Linked DNA regions of Mus musculus: region 1 is linked to region 2. Evidence: chromatin contacts called from public promoter capture Hi-C data. All regions are on one chromosome and are shown on one strand. The core of a region is the stretch at or near the end of the contact, and the rest is flanking DNA. Distances in the headings are between cores, read along the strand shown.

Region 1 (3,422 bases), core at 66-2,565, 630 kb after region 2:
ATATCGGGCACTTAATGCTGATCCAAGAGGGGGGAAAAAATCTACCTTCCCACAACTGGAAATATAGTTCATGACAAGGATTTTTTCTTAGTGATGTCATGTGACACACTGGTTAGAATAGCAGTGTCTGAGACATCTCTGGCCAGCCATTTCTCATTTCTCAGTAGAGGAGATAGAATCTCTGTATCTATGCCTTCCATTAAAAGGCATGAGGAGCTGCTAGAGAGATGACTCAGCGGTTAAGAGCATCGACTGCTCTTCCAGAGGTCCTGAGTTCAAGTCCCAGCAACCACATGGTGACTCACAACCATCCATAATGAGATCTGATGCCCTCTTCTGGTGTGTCTGAAGACAGCTACAGCGTACTCACATATAATATAGAATTCTTTATATATATATACCATTCCATGTTTTATCATTTCGCAGAGGGACCTTGAAAATGTTAAAGAGTGCTGGGTGGATTCCAGGTTTGCTAAAGTCAAGTCTTCTAAACAAGCCTCCTTTCAGAAAAGGATTCCAGTCTCTGCTGCTCAGTTCTCTCTTGTGCCCTCTAGTGGCGTTTCTAGGCATAAGGGAAAAAAGTATGACTTTACCTGAAAAACCCACAACATTGTGAGCAGTGCCAGAGCTATAGGACCTTGATTTGCCTCTCTGCTGCTGACCTTGCCTCTCAGGTTGGCACTGCGGTCTGTTTAGCGTAAATATGCAAAGACCACCACCTTCGATTGTTATATCAGCCTCCATCTCCATTTGCCACGTGCAATAAAGCAAAGCCCAGAGCGAGATAATATATCTTCTACCGAATTAAAGAAAACCTGGACCCCTATTCCCTTTGCAATATTGTGCCCCCATTAGTGAGAGATCTTACGCTCTTTAAAAAAAAAAAGCCTCTTGGAAATGTCCCAAGGGATGTGAACAGCTAAGAACTTTGTCTCAAAAATGGAGGAGCGAACCAGTAAAATGTTTTAACCTAGCTGATAGCTCCCGAGAAGCTTTGAAGGATTCTGAAGACACCATTAAAAATTAAATAAAAAGCCTCAGCTTGGATTTGTGCATGCTTCAATAGGCAAAAAAGTTATATTTAATGCAGAGGGTGTTGAATCTGAATTAGTACAAATATTATTAATTTAATGTTCATACTGCATTTTATGGTTTATAAACTGGTTTGCCATAATTTTATACACTTTCCTCACAGTGGCACTATAAAATATATCAGCGTTTTATTTTTTCCGCTTGATGGATGAGGCGAGCCTTAATAAGTGATTCATTTCTTTCCTGTGCATATTGGTTAACTGGTAAATGATTAATTTATGTCTACATGAACTTCATCACTCAGAGTATTTATTTAAGTGTGAGTTGGTATTTATTTTGCCTGCAAAGCATTACAGTATCCAATTATATATGCATGTTTTAGAGGCAGTAAAGCAGGCACCAAAGGCTAATGCAACATTAAGTCAGATTTTAAATCCATAGTAAATTCCAAGTTAAGGTATTTAAATCAGCAGCCCCCCTTCCTCGCTGCTCATGAGGGTGAGAAATGGCTCCTCTCTAAAACAGCAAAGGGGCACCTGGGCAGTCACCAAGGAAAGACGCATTGAGATTTTTCAGAGTTCAGAATATTAACTAAAAAAAAAAAAAAAAAAACAACCCAAAACACTGACCCATTACTTTCAATGAGGACAGAAAAATAATCAAGTTCTTTCCATAAATCTGCCTGCACAACTGTTTCCTGACCGACTGTGGAGCTCTTGATTTGCCTCCCTTTGGTCTTCTCTTAGTGGGCTTTGTCAACTTTGCACCCTTAAAGTAACTGTTTCCGTGATCACTGTTTCCTTTCCTACTGTTGTGGCTGGAATCCTCTGGACAAAAGCATCTTATGGAGGAAGAGCTTGTTTTTGCCTCACAGTTCAAAAATCCCACAAGCGCCGGGGAGTCAAGTCCGCCTACGTGGGAAGCAGCCAGTCACATTTCATCCAAGCTCAGGAAGGAGAGTGGGGTGACGAATGCGTCTTTCTGCCTTCTCAGTTCACACTCTCTATTTAACCAGTTCTGGACGCTAGGCAAGAAACGGTGCCATCATAGACGGGGTCTTCCCATAACAACACAGCCATCACCCACAGGCATCCCAGTCCCGCCTCCCAGAGGATTCTAGATTCTGTAGAGCTGATTAATGACGTCACACCATGCTTGTATAGAGAAGCCTGGGTAAAACCACATACAAGGATGTGCTGGGGTCCGCTTTAAAAGACCTGCAAGTTCTTTTGCTTCCTCCTCAGCACTATCTCCAGGGCTGTGAGTTAACATCTTTCCCAGTGTGGAAGGTGACTAAACTCTAAGATTCCCAAAATGTTTCCTCCCTCAGCTCTGATTCAGCTGCAGGGGGAGCAAGGTGGGGGGTAGCGAGGGGGCCGCATCACACTGCTTCTGATGCCCCTCTCCTGCCGCTTACACCGTGATACCGTGATGTTTCTCTCACGATACCCTCCCTATCATGATAACCAGGAAATGATGTCGCTACCATGATAACCCCTATCACGTTGCCCCTACCTGGATACCTCTGTTATGACTCTTCCATCTTGCTGTAAATTCAATCCAACAATTTAGGATGGAGAAGCAGCAGAAAATTAATTTTATTGAGTCAGCTAGAATATGCTTTCTTTATGTGCTTTCTGTAACCTCCCTTATCTCCAGACCTCAGAACTCTTTGAGACAATTAGACCTAGACTTAAAAAATAAATACATAAATTTTTCATTGCAAAAACTCCCTGTCCTGGTGTCTCCTGAAAAAAAAAAAATCTCAAAAAGTCTAAATATTGACAGGGCTACACGTTGTTGAAGGCAGCTGATGGGAAACACATTGTGTGGGTGAATACGTCAACTCTTCCAAGACACAGGGATTCTCTCTCGAGTGTAAAATGTACTTTTGGAATCATTAAGTACTTCAAATCCAGGAAGTGTTCTGAGGCAATTTTAATGAAAATAGTTTTCTTCTTTAAAACATTTCTGTACATGTATAAATACACGTGATGGCCCGTTACCACACGTTTAAGTTTGTGTGCTTTGCCACGTAGACAAAATGTTAACAAATTTTTAAACAAGAGACATTAATAGAAAGAAATGTCACTGAATTCTCCTCTGTGGGCTTTTGCTTAAGGATTAAATATAGCACCAACAAAAGAGATCCAGAGCACAGCTTCCTCACTCAGAATTAGCCGACCCGGTTTCCTGGATTATTTTTATATAGTAATGACTACACACATATATGGAAAGAGAAAATATAAATACTCCAGCCATCTTACTTGCTGTCAGTAAAACAGGAAAAGATGTGCATGCAATAAAAATAAATGTCCCGAATATAAAAAGCATAGAAATCCCATGCTTTTGAAACCCCTTTCATCTGGTTTAGATGTCTGATGAGACAC
Region 2 (3,464 bases), core at 838-3,337:
ATGTAGGATCTGTAATCACTGCATAAGCTACAATGTGGTAAAACCACAGGATTCTAAAAAAAAATCTAACATTTTATTTAATATCAGTTACTATTAAATAATAGATGTTTGGTATTTTTAATGTTGACAATTTACTTACTATTCATTACTAGTAAATTGGAAGCTGGATTAAATATCTGTCACTTGCCCTGATTTATTCTCACTTAGTATTGAGTATTGCTGTGTATGACAAAGACCACTTTCATATCGTGGCCTTCAAGTGGGATAAACATTGCACATAAAATTGCAATGTGTGTTAGTAATACTGTGAGTAATTACTTGAAATCAATTTTAAAAAATGTTTTGTATTTATTTGTTAGCTGTGTGTATATGGGTTGTGTGTGTGTGTGTGTGTGTGTGTGTGTGTGTGTGTGTGTGCACAAGTGTGGAGCAGAGAACAACTTACTGAAGTTGACTTTTTTCCTTCCTTTGTGTAGGTCAGGGTTCAAACTCAGGCATCAAGATCCATCTGTGACCAGTGGTGTGTGGTGTGTGGTGTGTGGTGTGTGTGTGTTTGTGTGTGTGTTTAACAAGGCCTAACCTAAGAATCAGAATTCCCAGTAAATATTTATTTTGGAAAAATGGTAAAGGTGTTACAAGAAATCACTTAAACCTGGTGAGAATTTTCGTTTTCTGACCAACACTCGGGAAACTGCAGACGGCAGACAGTGGGGTCCAGTCACTGCTATCCCTTCCCAGAAGAGTCTGCAAGTGTTGGAGGTGAAGTGCATCTTGGGTCAGATCTGTCAGTGTTGCTTGCTTCTTTTGATGAGCTTTCTCTTCTCAGATTCCCCTGCTCTTGGGGATGGATGTCACAGCTCCTTCTCAGGAGGAAATCACTTCAGGGTCACAGAATTTGTAAAGTCTGACTGTGGTCATCACTGATAGAGTCCTTTTCTATGTGTTCATTATGGTCTGTGACACCTTGCTTGTGCCCTTCATATTGGCTTGTGAATATTGTGCAGGATTCGGGCACAGGCTCTCCCATCACACCAACCCAGGGTCACTCTCCATAGCCAAGGGTGTTTCCACTTCAAAGTGGGATGATTTTTTTAAAATGGAGGATGACTAAAACTTCTTCTTTAAACTATTTGTGTGTTTATCTGTTTGTCTGGAGGGTTATGTGAAAATGAGTCAGGTGCCCACATGGGGCCAGAAAGAGTTTTGTGATCTCTGGAGCTAGAATTCTAGGCAGTTAGTTGCAAACTTCCCAATGTGGGTATAGGAAATGAAACACGGCTCCTCTACAAGACCATTACATGCTCTCTGCCACTGAGACACTTTTCGAGTTGCTAACAGACATCTTTAAGGAAATCATGTTGATTGACATATCTGGCTAATGATAATGCCCTAGTACTGTATACCCGAGAGTGCAGCATTAGAATTACTGTGACAAATTCCATCTTACCTATACATAAAACAATACATGCTGTAAGAATCTAGAGTATAGCATCATTTTTTAATAAATATCATTGGTAAACTGCTAGTGTGCAGAATTTTCAAAATCATAACTGTGCTGGCTAGTTTTATGTCAACTTCACACAAGCTGAAGCCATCTGAGAGGAGGGAGCCTCATTTGAGAAAATGCCTCCATAAGATCAGGCTGCAGTCAAGCCAAAAGGAAACATTCTTAATTGATGATTAATGGAGGAGGACCAAGCCCAGTGTGGGTGGTGGCACCCATAGGCTGGTGGTCCTAGGTTCTATAAGAAAGCAGGCTGAGCAAGCCACGAGGAGCAAGCCAGTAAGCAGCACCTCTCCAAGGCTGCTGAGTCAGCTCTCACCTCCAGGTTTGTGACCTGATTAAGTTTCTGTCCTGACTTCCTTGAACGATGAACAGTGATGCTGAAGTGTAAGCTCCCAAGTTGCTTGGTCATGAAGTTTGATCACAGCAACAGTAACCCAAACTTAGACAATAACCTACTTAATTATTAATGCTAGTGACATATTTACTCTGTTATGTACTTACTGTTAGAAAGGGATGCCCTTTAGATTATTAAACATATCGATAATTTCGTGCATGCAAGAGGAGAGGGTACAGAGTGGATACAGGTGGCTCTTGGTCAGTATTAACAGGCAGCTTTCCAATGCATGTTAATCACCAGCAAAGGCTCCTGAGCTAGACTGAGTCAATTACTCTTGGATTTGTGTGTGTTTATGGTGTGTGTGTGTGTGTGTGTGTGTGTGTGCGTGCGCGCACATGTGTGTGCCCAAGACTTGACATACTTTACTACATACTGTAATAGCACACAGTTTAAATTAAAGCTTAATATGTCTAACTAATGCACTGTGGTCACTTAGCAACAAAGGCCTAGAACTGGTCTCTACTTAACTGAGACTCTGGAGTTACTTACTCTTGAATTCCATTTTCGTTCTCTTCTCCCAACAGGTCAATGATCTGGTCAGAGGAGAGTATATCTGGAGACAGAATCCTTTCATTCTCCTGGAATTCAAGATTTTTCTATTAAAGCAAGTCAAAGAAGAACGAGTTATCTGAATCATATGTTTTGCGAGTACTGACCTCAGTGATACAAAAACCTTTGTTATTTTTCTTTTCTGTTGTTATGTGATAGTGGCTCACCTCTGAAAAGTCACATGGTTAGAGGGCAAGACAGCCTATCCTTAGGTATATGCAGAACTGAGGGCTGCTTCACAATTCAGCAAACACCGACTGTCTATTGCTACATGTTAGGTATCTAACTTCTACATATTCCTGGTTGAACTTCAGGCTTGAGAGAGGGGAAGTGAGCAGAGGCTTGCTCACTCCAAGGAGTTCAATGGCAAGTCAGGAAAAGGGACCACAGATGAACAAAACCTGAGCCACACATGGTAGGGACAGGGGTCCAGGTCGGGTTCATCAGAACACATTGTGCATGTGGATTCAATTCTCAAACAGCTAGAAGGAATATTTCAAAGCAAAATGAACATGAGACATGAGCTGTACTAAGTGGGGCATTCAGCAAAGACAAGGACAGGAGCATGGCTGAACTTCACAGAAAGGGGGTCGGTGAACTCTCCCTCAGGGCCAGCATAACCAGGACCCCGTGCACAGAAATTTTAAAAATCATGTTCTATGTTTGAGTACTCACGGGATGGCCACAATGAGACAGGGTGAGAGAGAAGTATGCAGAAAATGAAAGACACTGACATACAGATCCAGTTACTTGGGGAGGAAAATTCAGGGTAGAAAAAATTTGGGTCGCATAGAGAGAGCTATATAAGGTTTTATATAGATATAAAGTCATATAGCTCTGAAATGAATCTAGTCATATCAACCTTTGAAAGTCAGAGCTGGAGCAATGATACCTGATACCACAGCCACTGTTCTTACTAAAAACTGTGGGATTAAGACAATCATCTTTTAGCAGAGTTTTCCTCTCTTATTAGTTTTAGTGTTAGTAATAGCAGCATTTAAACAAATGCTT

Evidence for each region. Promoter capture Hi-C pulls out the DNA fragments that hold promoters and counts their contacts.
Region 1: a contact with region 2 is called in a promoter capture Hi-C map of liver, with 3 times the contacts expected there. The contact joins two enhancer-like sites. A contact is called at or near these places in 11 of 39 promoter capture datasets (the 3T3-L1 cell line, 3T3-L1-derived adipocytes, the C10 cell line and 5 more) and 1 of 115 datasets of contacts at active chromatin or transcription factors (embryonic stem cells).

The regions. Positions count from the first base shown.
Region 1 is chr10:69,164,731-69,168,152 of GRCm38.p6, forward strand. It overlaps a transcript of Rhobtb1 not described here. Among named protein-coding and RNA genes, the nearest start is that of Gm33263, 15 kb to the left of the region's middle. Within about 2 kb of position 1,316, at least 18 of the 459 cell types and tissues checked have an H3K27ac peak or open chromatin away from gene starts, as enhancers often do. A contact at or near this core is called in liver, where this site is marked.
Region 2 is chr10:68,531,419-68,534,882 of GRCm38.p6, forward strand. Cabcoco1 (ciliary associated calcium binding coiled-coil 1) reads right to left here. Exons shown (of 8, transcript NM_028491.1): 2 at 2,394-2,482. Gm32872 (a long non-coding RNA gene) reads left to right here. Exons shown (of 2, transcript XR_871801.2): 2 at 2,429-2,518. Among named protein-coding and RNA genes, the nearest start is that of Gm32872, 4.2 kb to the left of the region's middle. Within about 2 kb of position 2,088, at least 2 of the 459 cell types and tissues checked have an H3K27ac peak or open chromatin away from gene starts, as enhancers often do. A contact at or near this core is called in liver, where this site is marked.